Linked DNA regions of Mus musculus: region 2 is linked to region 1. Evidence: chromatin contacts called from public Hi-C data. All regions are on one chromosome and are shown on one strand. The core of a region is the stretch at or near the end of the contact, and the rest is flanking DNA. Distances in the headings are between cores, read along the strand shown.

Region 1 (7,635 bases), core at 3,205-5,704:
CTTCTTTAAGGGAAGAAAATAAAGATAATCGATGATTAGCCATTAGCTAGGGTTTCTCCTGAAACCCTAGCTGTTCCTTCTGACTGATTGACACACAAAACCCCAGGGAGTCTTCCTTGGCCTGCTGCTGCATATGGCTATAGCTCCTTTACAAAAAACACATCCTTGTATATTCATTGAATCAAACAAATGACAAGTTAGTAACATGATAGCTCTCATAACGATGAGTGAGGCAATCTACCAGATGGTCAAAATCATAAGCTGACTTAGTAATGACTTAATAGTGATATTATTAGTCCATATCATTGGGTAGACAACTTTCTAGTGCATGTTATAATGAGTAATAGTTAAATAGATTTATATGAAATAATATATACAATATTATAACCAATTTATTTCTTTGTTAAAAATAAGAAAAGTAGTAAAGGCGGAAAGGTCATGGACAGAACACAGGCAAAGTGCAGTGTCTGGAAGAAAGACTTTAATTAACAATTCTGGGGAGTCAACAGGTCATCTAGGTCCCAGGAAATCCACCATGAGCATGCGCCTGAACTCACAACAAAGCTGGTCAGTGAGTCACTGTGGGCTAGGAAGTCCACCTGCAAGGAGGCCCCAGAAGAGCCCAGACACGGTTGAACTGGTAACAAAATGTGATTCTGGCCTAACTTTAGGATTTACCAATACAACGTTACAACTCTGTGACTCCGGAAGACCTGCTGGTACAAAGGTTTCTTGTTTTCTTTTTGTTTCTTTATTGCTTTGGGTTTCATTGTTTCTTCTTTGTTTTTCAGAGAGGTGGATCAGCAGAAACCAAGAGCCTTATGGAAGTGAGGCAGGTCTTTTAAATGGCCCTAAGAGGCTACCCAACCTCACTGTTGGGAGATCTGCTTGTTTTCTTAAAGGAGAGGAGGTGTCAAGCAGAGAGTCACGACTCATCCAACCCATGTCCCATGTACATCCACTGTGCGCAAGCTTCACTCCCAGCCACTCCGACCTTTGCCCTAACCAACCACCTTGGAACAATAGTCGCAATGATAGTTGCTTGAGGTTTCATAACACTCTCATCCCCATAAATTGAAGATAGTTCAACACCTAGAGAGAGGTTCCCTTTAAAAAATGGCAGGATTAGAATGAGGGAGAACTCCTTGTACCACATCACAGAAGCTGGGGGGAGGGAGCAGAGGCAGGGGAACACCCCCTGGCACTGCTAATGCTGAGCCAGGAACAATTCCAAGGGCTTAGCATGACCTATTCCTGAGACTTCATAATAACCTCTAGGGGAGGGAGCTACGTTATTGTGAAAGGAACCAACTAGTACGGAGATGGTGACCAAGCCAGAATTTGCTCCAGATCCACTGGCCAGTGTCTCATTCAAAGCCTCATCGTTTCCACACCTGCAGTCTGCACTAGGGACCTAATGATACATTTAATCTGCCCAGGGAGGAGGCAAACACAGGTGAAGTCCTCAGGGACTCCTGCATGCTGCTGACAGGTGGAGGCATGGTCAGGGCAATGGTGCAGGAGACTCACTCCAACAGAGGGTAAAGTGGGTGCACGCCTTCAAGGCTGGGAGAATCAGGAGTATGGCTCTCCCCTGGTACACAGTACCTTCCTACAGCCGCCACTGCAGTGCCATTGGTGACCCGGGGACCCCACAATGCTAAGGGAAGGCCAGAGAGAGAAGAAAGGAGGCAAAGAACTGAGTCCTGAAGGACTTGTGCCTGGGCCGGGAGGTTGGATTTCCTTGCAACTCTGCGATAAAGAGAGTAGTGGGGGGTCAGGTAATGATGCAGAGGAGCAGTTCCCTCCATAACTGCAGGCCAAGCAGGTTGGCCGGGATCATCACACAGCCACGTGACCAGAACCATGCAAAATGTCCTCCTAAGGGAACAGACTGGAGCCACCCTGCTCCTGCACGCCAGTCTCCACAGGACTAGTGAAGGGCTGTGCCAACATGTTGGACTCCACCGTTTTCGCCCTCTCCTACGGTCTTTAAAATAGAGCTAGTGTGCAAGGAGCCATCTCACTGTTTAGAAGCAAGGGGAGATCTCAGCCATCTCAGACACTTGGTTAGGTCCTGGTGTTAATCTCCTGGGAACATTTTTCTTTTTACTTATTAAAATCTCAGCCAAAGGGGTTTAGACCGTCTGTAAACGTGAAGGGATTTCTGAAGGATTAGGGTTCATTCGACATGTAACACATTCTTCACCCTATTATCTCTAGCTTCCTGGGGTCTGACCAAAGGTCCCCAGGAAAAACTTTTTTCTTTTAAACAAAGCTCTTGGTGTGAGCCACTGCTGGACTTTGTCCACTTTTTTTTTTTTTTTTTGGAAGCCTTGTAAAAATGCCTGTTTACACTCAAAACTTCCTCCTTATGTGTCTACAGACTCTTTCAAAAATGAAATCATGGCTTTCTTCCTGACGGAAAGGGAGACCAGAAACATATTACTCAGACAAACGATGTCCAAGTCTCCTGCATCCTGAAATCTGCCAAAGTAAACCTTAAAATGTTCAATAAACAAGACAGTGTATAGGAGACTTCCCAGTGTCCCCTGGACGAGGTTTTGTTTTGTTTTGTTTTGTTTTGTTTTTTCACCTGAAAATGCTGGGCAGCTCTGGGCCTCTGGGAGTTAAGTCTGGGAATTCTCATGTTGAACCTACCTGTTCACATTTTTTCACTCCAAGGATTAAAGCCTTCTTTAGCTGAAACCTTTTGAATACTAATAAGGCTGGTCACTTTTTTTGTTTTCTTCCTAATTCTTAGGAATAGAAGGGCCAGTTAGGATGTTCAGGACAAGGGATAGTGGAGTGTCACCAACCACACACACACACACACACACACACCCCTGACTTCCAAACCTTACATGGTTCATGCTACTGACTCTTGAGATGCTGGGGATGGCCCCTCATACGAGTTAGGCAAACCACTAACCCTCATTCACAGCCCTGACTCTCCTGAAACCCTAGCTGTTCCTTCTGACTGATTGAAGCACTTGAGTACGGTTTTGGTTCTGTGGGTAGGCCCTGGGGGCGCAAGATTTACCTTGACGAAGAGGGTGATGTCGTGCTCCTGTCCCGGATCCCCCTCCTCCAATGCTGGGCCATTCTCCCTGCGGCCGTTCACTCGCCCCAACTCTTCTCCACCCTGGACGCTGGGCTCCTCAGCTAAGTGGTTGCTGAGCTCTGCCTGGGATTCCTCCTCGTGTTCGGTGGATTTGGCCTCCTCTCCATCAAGGCTGCCGTCGGGGGGCTTCTCTTGGATGGCCCCCTCGCAGGGTCCCTTCAACTCGGGTTCTGGCCTCGCTTCTTCCTCCCCGGTCTCCTCCTGGAGCTTGCCCTGGTCCCCATTCTCATGAGCATCTACTCTCGCATCCTCGGAAGCTGCTTCCTCGGACCCGTCTTTCCCCAGGGTCTCCCCTTCCCCCGCGGCGTCTGCGGCCGAAGCGCCCGCCAGCTCCCCGGACTCGTTCCCTCCGATCTCTGTGGTTACAATCTCAATCGCCTCATCCTGGGGCTGAGGGCTGCTTTCCCCTCCACCCTGGGGCTCACTCTCCGACCCAAGTGGCCCTCCTGCGGGTGCCTCTGTGTCCATGTTGTCCCCTGCAAGTCCCTGGACTTCTGGGTTGATCTGCAACCCTAGCGCGCCGCCTCCCTGCGCTTCCTGACCAGATTCTGCCTCTTCCCCTGCCTCTGAGGCCGTGGGGTCCTCGGGCTCCCGGCGAGAGTCCCCAGGGACCTCGGGGGCCTCACCCTGAGAGTCTAACCCAGAGCTCATCCCCTGCACCTGCTGGGCGCTTGGCGCCTCCTCCGCTCCCTGCGGGATCGCGCCCTCGGGGTCGCGCTCCGCAGCCTCCGCTTCACCTGGAGCTCCGCTGGCGCCCGGCGTCTCGGCCTCAGGGCCGGTGCGCGGGTCCTGCGCCTGCGCTCCCCCAGTTCCCTCGTCCTGCCCACAGCCTCCTTCCTCCTTCCCCGAGGCCCTGGCCTCTACGCCCGCCCCCAGGTCCCTAGGTGCCTCTGCAGCTTCCTCGCTCGCTTCCCGCCCCTCCAGGTCCGCAGCTCCTGGCTCTCCTGGTCCCTCGATTGTCGCACCTTCGGGTTGCCCCTGGGAACCTGGAGCGACCTCCTTGGGCTCCGTGGCCTCAGCCATGGTAAAACACCCTTCCTCGACGCTGCTCAGGGTGAGGGGCAGGGGCTGACGTGCCCCCTCCGGGAGGACACCCCACTCGCGGTTCTAGAAGCGAAGGTTTCGCTTGATGCAAAATCTAGAGGGCCCCAAGACTCTATGTCCCTTTTCCCTGTCTTAAGGTCTTTGGGTTCTTCCTCAAGAGTTCCTGTTTCTCCTAAATTCGCGCCCGGACCCCAATCCTTCTGTGCAGGCCAGGGTGTGGGGCTAAAGAACTCAGCTTGCCTCTTGAAGTCTTTGGAAGAGATGGGCTGGTTCCCTGCGGTCTCAAGGGTTGACCAGAAATTCTCAGAGCCAGTTCTCCCCTCTTAGGGCTTGGGCGGGGTTTGTCTTCCCCACCTCCTAGCCACTTTGGGTGGCCTGGGAAGCTAGCCAATGACAGCCTTTCTGCGGCTTTTGTGGATTTTAATGAAAAGACTGATTTTACTGGCCACTTTAGCGTTTTCTGGAACAGCTTCAAGTTTCAGAGCCATTTAAATCACGGTCACATACTTCAGTATTGGATTCCCACCTTACCTCACTTCACCATGAAGGCGACTCTGATGCTGAGTGGAATAGACCCATCCCATCCCTGCCTCAGGTTCCACAGAAAAGGTATTAACCCCAAAGGGAGGAATGGCTGCCCTCCCATTTCTGTGAGTTCCAGGAACCTAAAGATGGAAGGGACAATAGCCTGGCGTGCTTGTTGAGGTGGTGGGGGGAGGGGAGGAGAACCAGACGGATACCTCTCCTTCTCCAGCCCCTGAAGACCCTAAGAATCTGTGCATCCCTCGGACTCAGATTTCCTTACTCATGTCCAGTGCTTGGGTCTCAATATCGTGGTTAGGGCGTTGGGGGTTGAAGGTGGGGGAAGAAAATTCGGGATGGGAAAAAAGGAAGTTATAGAATTAACTGGGCCAGGAGTCCCCCACTATCACCCGTCAAAAACTTCTTTCAGAGAAGTTTTCAAAACTATTCCACTGAATTGATAGAGAGAGGACCTCCCACCCCAAACTGTGAGGCCAGCATTTCCCCCTTATCAAAGGACACACCAACTCTAGACCAATATTGCTGATGAGTATAGATGCAAACATTATTAACAAAACACCAAGGGTTTGAATACAACAGCATATCAAAAAGATCATCCACGGCTATCAAGTTGGAGGTTGGAGGTTGCAGTGGTGGCTCAACACATGCAAATCTATAGGCGCAATGCGTCAAAACAACAGAATGTATGACTTTAAAAATCACATGCAGGCTGGAGAAATGGTTCTGGAATTAAGAGTGTGTACTGCACCCACATCAGGTAGCTCACAACTTCCTCCAGTTCTGAGGATCCAACGCCCTCTTCTGGCTTCAAATGGCACCTGCACTCACATGCACAAACCCCTGCAAGAATAACATATATACAGATGATTAAAAAATAAATAAATCTTTTTTTTGAAACAAAATGTGTTCATCTCAGTAGGTACAGACAAGGCACTTGATAACATTCAACATCCTTTCACAATAAAAGATTTGAATTTTTTTCATAGACAGATAATATCTCAACATAATTTAAATTGGTTGGGTGTTTTGTTTTGTTTTGTTTTGTTTTTGTTTTGTTTGAGGCGAAGTCTCATGTAGCCCAGGCTGGCCCAGAGCATACAATATAACACAGGATGATCTTGAACTTTGACCCTGCCTTTGCTGAGATTACATCACCTCGTCACGTCTCGATAAAATGCTGGAGACTGAACTCAAGACCTCCAAGGATGCTGAGCAAGCACCCGGGAAGGCGTTGCCTAAGAATGATGGAGCCGTGGGGATTTCAGTTTGACTTCTCAGGCTCTTACTGCTTTTAGCCACCACACCCACAGAGGATCCTGTTATCTTGACAAGAGAGGGATGCATGTTGAATTCTTCCTTTGTATCCCCATTGCTCATCCCTGATGGATAACTAAAGCTGTGGTTTGAACGTGTCCCTGAAAAGTCCATGTGTGGACTTTGGGGGTGTATTGAGAGAGAGAGAGAAAAAGAGAGAGAGAGAGAGAGAGAGAGAGAGAGAGAGAGAGAGAGAGAAACTGTACATGAATGTATGGGTGCCTGCCTGCCTGCCTACCTATTTGTCTGTCTGCCTGCTCCCTTCCTTTCTCTCTGTCTCTGTCTATCTCTCTGTCTCCCTCTGTCCCTGGGTGTCTCTCTCTGTCTCTGGGTGTCTCTCTCCTTTTCCTTTCTTGCCTTCCTGACTTTTGTTGCTGTATCCGAAGCACCCATCTATACCACAGGACAGTGCATCAAGAAAGCATTTTTGAGATGCTAATGCTTTGCTATTGCCATTCCCAGACCCTAAAACTGTGAGCAATAAATTTCCAGCCCTTATTAATCACTTGGAGAAGCATGGAACCGAGACAACAGGACAGATGGACACCCATATCCACATCACATTTCTCTGAGGCTGAACTCTACCTAGAAAGAACAAGAAGAAAGCCATAGCTTTGAATAGAAGTCACAAAACACTCAAAGCACATCACACACATACACACACACACACACACACACACACACACACACACACACACCCTGGGTAAGATAGACAGACATGTCAGGTAGACCCTACGTGGCTCCTGATGAAGGAATCCTGATGCATTCACCAGAGAGAGAAAGCATCTATCACTCGTCTCTAAGAGGAGAACAAAGGCAGCAGTGAGGTCCTAGCAGCAACTGGTACCCATTCGTGTTCCTTCATGTAAATATTCCAAACCCGATGTGCCACAGGAATCAGAATCCTAAAAACAATGGTGGCACGGTATCTCGTATCATATGTTGCTTGACACGCAGGACCCACCACCCTGTGATCCAATAGGGAGATAGTTTCTCAGTGTCGCAGACAAATAGCACATTACGTAGGGAGTGTAGAAACCAGGGGAGATGGCTCACAGGGCAAGTTCATTCTGTGAGAGCCGGAGGACCTGAGTTCGAATCCCCAGTACCACCTAAAAAGGCAGGTGTGATGGCCACACTCGCTCCTGTAAGCCCAGCACTGTGGGAGACGGAGAGAAGAGAGTTTCTGGAGGTTGGTTGCTGGCCACCTGTCTAGCTTTGGGTTCAGTAAGACCATGTCCCAAGGGAATAAGATAGGCAGTGATGGAGCAGGACACATGTATAAACATTACAACACACACACACATAACTTACATATAGCACACACAAGCATATATATTACAATACACACACGCATCACATGCATATGCACACACACAAAACCAAAATAAAAATAAATGTAAAAACTAGCATAACTTCCAAGACACAGACACACTCACACACAGACACACACAGAGACACACACATGCATATGCACACACACAAAATCAAATAAATGTAAAAGCTAAACATAACTTCTGAAACATACACATACACACACACACACACACACACACACACACACACACACACACACAGAGTTTAAGTTGATCCTCAAATGAGTTTCACTA
Region 2 (7,635 bases), core at 3,420-5,919, 1.1 Mb before region 1:
ATGCCGGCTGTCGGTCCCTCTGGAAGTCTTACCTGGACATCTTACCCAAGTCATACACCTGCCCGGTGTGTTTGGAGCCGGAAGTGGTAGATCTTCTTCCCAGCCCTTTAAAGGCGAAGGCGGAAGAGCAGAGAGCCCGAGTGCAGGACCTGTTTACCTCCGCTAGAGGCTTCTTCTCTACCCTGCAGCCTCTGTTTGCAGAGCCTGTGGACAGCGTTTTCAGCTACCGAGCCTTCCTGTGGGCCTGGTGCACGGTGAACACCAGGGCTGTGTACCTGAGGTCCAGGAGGCAGGAGTGCCTTTCCGCAGAGCCGGACACGTGTGCGCTTGCTCCGTTCCTGGACCTGCTGAATCACAGCCCACATGTGCAGGTGAGAGGGCGGCATGGAGACAGGTCCTGCCGTTACAGAAGCCTGCCATGTAGGGACAAGGGTTCTGAGTCAAGGATGGAATGGTAGTGGAGGTGTAGCCTGCTTCAGGTGGATGTGCCGGGCCACCGCCTTCATGCTGCCCTGTCGTCATTCTAGCAAATGTCTGCTGAGCTTCTGCACTGCGCTGCCCTCCAGGCCTGCGGGCCCTGTGCTGAGCCAGGCCTTTCCCCGATCCAGGCAGTGACACTGGGCACACAGAGCATGTGAGGCTGGACACAGGGACTCAGTCATTCCCCAGCAGCCTCACTTGGATTTTATTGCTGTTTGTGGACATTTGTGGACCTTGGTGATTCTATAGATGACCATAGAAAGCCCCAGCCATAGTTGGTGGGAGCCTGAGGGTCCTGAGCTACAAAAGACCTTTCTTACCTTAAAGAACTATTAACAAATAACAGCCAGTGATCAAGACCACAGTTGGTGGAGCCTTTGCAACTGCTAACAACAGTCTTAGTACTGCCATAGTTTCTTCTCTTAGGCTGTTTGTGACAGATCAACTCCCAACAGATGTCACGCTTGGTCATTTTCAGAGTCCATGACTGGAGTTCCTCCCTCACCTGGGTAAGGGCGAGATGGAGGAGGGAACAGGCTGAAGTGCAGGAGTCGGATTCTCTGTCCGTGGGAGTCTCCCTGCTGAGCGTGTCACACTGCCTCGTACTGAAATTACCATGGTGGCTTGATGAGCCTTTAGGCCTGCGCTAACAAGAGGACTCTCATACCTTCTCCTGTAGGTAAAAGCGGCGTTTAACGAGAAAACCAGGTGCTATGAGATTAGAACAGCCTCGCGCTGTAGGAAGCACCAGGAGGTGTTCATCTGCTACGGCCCCCATGATAACCAGAGGCTGCTCCTGGAGTATGGCTTTGTCTCCGTCCGCAATCCTCACGCCTGCGTTCCTGTCTCGGCAGGTTGGACTGGCTGATAGTGGTTATTTCCCGTTCTAATGGAAAGAGCTGTCCTAGGCAACATTCAGTTTCTCAGGCAGAGCCTGCCTGCGCTTCCTGAGTGGAATTTCTTTGTTGAAGTAAAATCAGCACAACTGATTGATACTGATTGATCGGTTCATCCGGGTCATGAACCAGGACGGTGGAGTGGGAAGAGAGCTGCTTAGCGGATGAGTGTGAGTGTCACGGCTGGGAGGAAGCAGGCATCTTTGTTCTGAGGCGTCATTGTTGCTGCAGAGGGAGTAAGCCTGTCGTGAGTGGAAACTTACTCAGCACTCAGGTAGAAGAAGCAGCTAAGCCCTGAGCAAGCCGCCAGAGGCTTCAGTGCCCGGCTTATGTTCATCTGTGTAGGCTGGGACGAGTATAGTATAGTAACTCTCAGGAGACACTGTCTGCCTTCGTAAGGCAGAATATCAAGTATGCTTCCTAGAGACACAAGAGCCAGAGCTGGGGCAGCGAGATGGGACGGGCCAGTGGGTGGAGGAGGGGCTTGCCGTAAAGCTTGGTGACCCGAGTTCAGGCCTCAGGACGTCCAGGGTGGAAGGAGAGAACTGGCTCCGGTAATTTGCCCTCTGCCCTTCCGTATGTATGTGGTACACTGACAACACATGATAAATGCATGCAGGGATTTCTCTGTAAAGAAAAGTGTGAGTGGGGACTTGTCCAGTGAGTTAGGAAGCCGGCTGGCTTTGAGATTGGCCTGTTCTGAGTCCTTGTAGTTGTCTTGTGGTGGCTCTGACTGTAAGCAGTTCATGTGTGTCTTAGTCAGGGTTTCTATTCCTGCACAAAACGTCATGACCAAGAAAAGAAGCAAGTTGGGGAGGAAAGGGTTTATTCAGCTTACACTTTCCACATTGCTGTTCATCACTAAAGGAAGTCAGGACTGGAACTCAAGCAGGTCAGGAAGCAGGAGCTGATGCAGAGGCCATGGAGGGATGTTCTTTACTGGCTTGCTCAGCTTACTCTCTTTTTTTTTTTAAAGATTTATTTATTTATTATTATATGTAAGTACACCGTAGCTGTCTTCAGATGCACCAGAAGAGGGCGTCAGACCTCATCACGGGTGGTTGTGAGCCACCATGTGGTTGCTGGGAATTGAACTCAGGACCTTCGGAAGAGCAGTCAGTGCTCTTACCCACTGAGCCACCTCTCCAGCCCCCAGCTTACTCTCTTATAGAACCCAAGACTACCAGCCCAGAGATGGCACCACCCACAAGGGGCCTTTCCCCCTTGATCACTAATTGAGAAAATGCCTTACAGTTGGATCTCATGGAGGCATTTCCTCAGCTGGAGCTCCTTTCTCTGTGATAACTCCAGCTGTGTCAAGTTGACACAAAACTCGCCAGTACACCGTGTAAACACATGGAACAAGCATTATGTTTAACATGGAGTAGGGCCCAGGGGTTGGCTCAGTGGCCTGCCTGGTCTGGCATGTGCAGGCCCTCTCTGAAGGAAAAGGAAAGCTTGCTTCTGTCAGAGTTACACCCCCAAATCCTTGCTTTTCTTTCTTTTTAAAACACAGAATGGAAGTCTTCTATCACCTCAAAAAACAAAAGAGCCATTGCTTTCTCTCTCCTTCAGAAACGTCCGCCAGGCTTCACAGTTTAGGCTGAGGCTGTGGTCACGGCTGCGGGGACTGCTTTGAATCAGGTGTAACGCAGTATTGCCGTCCTGGGCGTGTGCTGAGGCAGCCTGTTCCTAGCTGGCCCCCAGCAGGGCTAACCCTCTGGCGGCTTCCTCTTAGGCTGTTGATGTGCTTAGGGGCAGCCTGAGCCTCGCGTCTGTGCTTCTGTCCTCCGCCTTGGAAAGCTCACAGCTCTTCAGGGAGCCGGGATCTCAGCGAGCTGTCCTAAAGAGGACACTTGGTGTGAACTGGCAGACACTCTGGTTATCGTGGGCGGCTGATGGGAGGGAGAGGGGCATGTGCTTTATCTGAATCACATCCTAAGTCTGATGGTCTCCTCTCTAATGCAGACATGCTGGTTAAGTTCCTCCCTGCAGCAGATAAGCAGCTCCACAGGAAGATAACCATTTTGAAGGATCATGGCTTTACAGGGTAAGGCTTTTCTGTCTGGAAATTATCCCTTCAGGGAGTTCCCATGGGAATACTCCTGGCTCTGGTTTCTGTAAGTGTGACCCTCCTGTCTCTGTGTTGGCTGTCAGGTGGGTGTTTATTAAGCTCTTAGACTGTAGCAAGTTGGGCTTGTTGTCCTAGGCACTCAAGGGGTGAGAGTCAAGCTTGAAACAGTCCTGTCCGTGACCCAGGCCCGGGTCAGGTGGGGTGGAGCTGCGCTGTCACAGGCCATGCTGGTCCCTAGCAGAACATCAGGGACGGTGACCTACACCGGATCCCCAGCTCTTTCACGTCTTCTTTTCTGGATAAAATCAGGTTTTTTGGGTACACAGCGACAGTGGCTGTTTGCTCTCCGGGATGACCAGGGTCTCTGTGTTCATCTCACTGTAAACGTGTGATGTAGTTACCAGGCCGCTTGCTGTGGTCCCGTGACCAAGTTCAGTGTCTGGCTGAAATTGATTGGAAATGGCTTTTAGCCTTGTCTTAGTTAGGGTTACTAGTGCTGTGATAAAACACCATGACCAAAAGCAAGTCTGGGAGGAAAGGGTTCATTTGGCTCACACTTCCACATCACAGGAACTCAAGCACGGCAGAAGCCTGGAGGCAGGAGCTGATGCAGAGGCCATGGAGGGGTGCTGCTGCACTGCTGGTTTTGTGTGTCAACTTGACACAGCTGGAGTTATCACAGAGAAAGGAGCTTCAGTTGGGGAAATGCCTCCATGAGATACAACTGTAAAGCATTTTCTCAATTAGTGATCAAGGGGGAAAGGCCCCTTGTGGGTGGTGCCATCCTTGGGCTGGTAGTCTTGGGTTCTATAAGAGAGCAGGCTGAGCAAGCCAGGGGAAGCAAGCCAGTAATGAACATCCCTCCATGGCCTCTGCATCAGCTCCTGCTTCCTGACCTGCTTGAGTTCCAGTCCTGACTTCCTTGGTGATGAACAGCAATGTGGAAGTGTAAGCCGAATAAACCCTTTCCTCCCCATCTTGCTTCTTGGTCATGATGTTAGTGCAGGAATAGAAGTCCTGACTAAGACAGCTACTTACTGTTTTGTTCCTCTTGGCTTGCTCCTCCTGCTTGCTCATAGAGCCCAGGACCACCTGCCCAGGGATGACTCCACCCACAGTGGGCGGGGCCCTGCGCCATTGTTCACTGATTAAGAAGGTGCTCTGCAGCTGGATCTGAGGGAGGCAGTTCCTCAGCTGAGGTTCTCTTCTTTCCGGTGACTCTAGCTTGTGTAAAGATGACATCAACTAGCCAGCACAGCCCAGAGCAGTCAGAGCAGGTTCCGTTTGTGTGGAGTGACCCACACAGAGGCTGGTGTTACCCAGCTTCATTCGTCGTAGCCGCAGCCTGATTTTCTCGCCTCTGTGTGGAGGTGACCTAGCATTGTACTTGTTCAAAGCCACTGCTGGCTTCCTTGGGTGCTTGCCACGGAGTCGTTTCTACGCGACACATTTGGTGTTGCCTGCTTCTCTTTTGTAGAAATCTGACGTTTGGATGGGATGGGCCGTCCTGGAGGCTACTCACGGCTCTCAAGTTGCTGTGTCTGGAAGCCGAGCGCTTGTAAGTCTCCCCTGCATTACGTACAAGCTGCGCCTACTTCCTGGTGAAGCTGAGGGGTTTGGGAGGCTTGGATTTAGAGGGAAGGAGTGGACTGTGCCCCGCTGCTTTCAGGGGCCTTAGCCTTCCAGAGTGCGTGGCTCTGAGAACTTGCCCCTCTGTCCAGGTGACCCCTGGTGACTGAGTATTGTCAGCGCTGTCACTGTTCAGGGCACATCTGCCAGTGGGTGGCTTTTCCTGTGGTAAGCAAGCTTCTAACCACAACCCTCTAACTGTCCTAACCAGCCCCGCTGAAGGCCTTTTTCGTGAAAGGAGCCGGGTAGAAGAACCCAGTGTAGACGTTCATCTTGCTCAGGCTCCTCACCCTTTCTAAGGGGTTAGGGCTGCCAGTCACACCCCAGAGCCTTCACCTCTGCAAGCCAAGGCACCGTGAGTGACTGACTCACCTGGGTGTAGAGGATGGCCTAGCTGCAGACTCCTTCCATTTGGAGGGCGTGTGGCAGTGAGCTGTGTTTGTGGCTGTCACCTTTTAGGAAAAACTTTCCCTTAAAGGAGCACACAGTGCTACAGCTGCTGAGTCTTGTGGCCATTTGCCAGAGCCTGGCCTTCCGGTTTTGTGTTTCTGCCCCTTGTGCCCCTGTAGCTGGTGGGTGTGACTTCAATGACTTGTCCACCAGACCCAGGACTGCTGTGAAAATAGAATCCAGTCTCTGCTGGCCGGGAGCCGACTGACTAGCTGGCCCTTGATTTACTCTGCTCCTCTTTCTTCCTCCGTGCTGGTGGCTCCCACTCAGGAGCTGAATGATGTCACGGCTTAGGAGCCGAGCTTCACTGTGCTCCGGAAGAATGGGCGTGCTGTGTGTCATCTTGCAGAGTGAGTGCCATCTCCGGTAACGGGGACCTGCTGAAATGACTTTATTGAATATTTCTGCTCTAGCACATCCTGGAAAAAGGTGCTCCTTGGCGAAGTCATCTCCGATACAAACGAGAAGACAAGCTTGGGCGTGGCCCAGAAAATATGCTCTGACGTCATCGAGGAGACGCACGCTGTGCTGCGCAAGGTGTGGGCCCAAGGTTTCAGTCCCGAGGCTGCTTATCATGTGTGCCATTAGGGAAGTCCTGAGAGTTCCTGATGAACAAATGTGGCTGTGTTAACAGGTTTACATTTTACAAGTTAAGTAAATGCGGCTGGGGAGCTGGCCTGATGGTGACGACCGGCATGCAAGCTGGGATGGCAGCCTGTTTTCCCGGGGCCTGGGGTGGGGATAGGCAGAAACCAGTGGATGTAGGTGGAACCAGGAGAATTAAGGAGGCTCGCTGGCCAGCTGGCCTAGTCCAGCGGTGAGTTCCAGGTTAAGTGAGAGACCTTGACTCACAGCAATAGAGGTAGACAGCAATAGGAGCTGGTGCCCAGCATCCCCCTCTGGCTTCTGCGTGTGCGTGCGTGGGCCAGCACATCCCACTGCAAGTTTTATATGTAGTGTACAGTGCACAGCGGTGCTTGATACACACACACCTGTGGAGTGGCTTCACCAAGCACAGCATTGTCCACCTGACTTTCTGTGCTGAGAGCTCTCATCGTCTGTGTGATGAACACGGTGCCTTGTTCCTAACTCTGCTCACGTGTTGCTGTCCAGAGAGCTCTCTCCCCTCTGTGTGTTGACGGACATCCCCACAGTCTCGCCTCCATTCACGTGCTGTCGGCCATTCTTTCTGCAGTCCTAAGTAGAACATGGAGGCTCTGGCCTATTTCATTTAACTTTGTGTCCTCCTGGCTTGTTGCTGATGTCACACAAAGGGTCTCCTGATCCCCGCCCCGTTTTTGTGACATTGGGATTGGAACCCAGGGCCTGATACCTAGGCTTGTGCCCCACACCTGAGTTCGGTCACTTGCCCTTGGTTCTGTTTTGGACTGTACCCATTTTTTTATCCACTGATCATCACTGGGTACTTGGGTTGAATCTTAGCTTTACCTCATGTTTTAGTAGATAGAAATCATTGCCTGGTCTCTTAGTAATAGCATTTCAACTATTTCTTTCTGTGTGTGTTTTAATTTTATTTATTTTATTTTATTTTTTCAAGACAAGGTTTCTCTGTGTAGCCCTGGCTGTCCTGGAACTCACTCTGTAGACCAGGCTTGCTGGACTTGAACTCAGAAATCCGCCTGCCTCTGCCTCCTGAGTGCTGGATTAAAGGCATGCGCCACCACCGCCCAGCAATTTTTTTTCTTTTAATAAGAAATAATTTATAAGAAATGTGATTGTTAAAATTAAAAATTTTAGTGCACTTTTATGCTAAGTGAAAATAAAAATACAAAAGGACAGGTGCTGTCCACACAGGGGAGGACGGGTGCTGTCCACACAGGGATTCCCCAGAGCAGTGATTCCCTACACGTTCATCCTTAGAGTGTTTCTGTTTGGACTGAACGAGTAACCTGGAGTGAGTTGTAGCTGTGGTTACCCCATGTGGGGGAGGGGGTGGGGACTCTAAGCAGTTTACATGGTAAATTTTCTCGTACATTTCTATTATAATAAAAATTTAAAAATAACTTTCAGGTTTCTGACATGAAGGAAGGGACAGTGTCACTGAGAAGCCAGCTCTCCTTGGTGGAAGCCTTGAGGATGGAAGAG

Evidence for each region. Hi-C and Micro-C count contacts between places; a contact is called where the count stands out from the background.
Region 2: a Hi-C map of bone marrow-derived macrophages shows a contact between it and region 1, with 9 read pairs. The contact joins the enhancer-like site here to the promoter of Clic6 in region 1. A contact is called at or near these places in 1 of 15 datasets of contacts at CTCF or cohesin (pro-B cells), 9 of 484 Hi-C or Micro-C datasets (the AtT-20 cell line, the HL-1 cell line, MC3T3-E1-derived osteoblasts and 5 more), 8 of 115 datasets of contacts at active chromatin or transcription factors (T-cell acute lymphoblastic leukemia, acute myeloid leukemia, differentiating embryonic stem cells and 5 more) and 2 of 9 other capture datasets (adipose tissue and embryonic stem cells).

The regions. Positions count from the first base shown.
Region 1 is chr16:92,494,966-92,502,600 of GRCm38.p6, reverse strand. It overlaps Clic6 (chloride intracellular channel 6), which reads right to left and starts at 4,454. Exons shown (of 6, transcript NM_172469.3): 1 at 3,044-4,454. The coding sequence starts at 4,147. 2410124H12Rik (RIKEN cDNA 2410124H12 gene) reads right to left here. Exons shown (of 3, transcript NR_165041.1): 3 at 5,231-5,551.
Region 2 is chr16:93,583,610-93,591,244 of GRCm38.p6, reverse strand. Setd4 (SET domain containing 4) reads left to right here. Exons shown (of 12, transcript NM_145482.3): 7 at 1-371; 8 at 1,160-1,334; 9 at 3,345-3,426; 10 at 4,928-5,008; 11 at 5,943-6,066; 12 at 7,561-7,635. Among named protein-coding and RNA genes, the nearest start is that of Setd4, 16 kb to the left of the region's middle. Within about 2 kb of position 4,669, at least 118 of the 459 cell types and tissues checked have an H3K27ac peak or open chromatin away from gene starts, as enhancers often do. A contact at or near this core is called in T-cell acute lymphoblastic leukemia, acute myeloid leukemia, bone marrow-derived macrophages and 2 more, where this site is marked.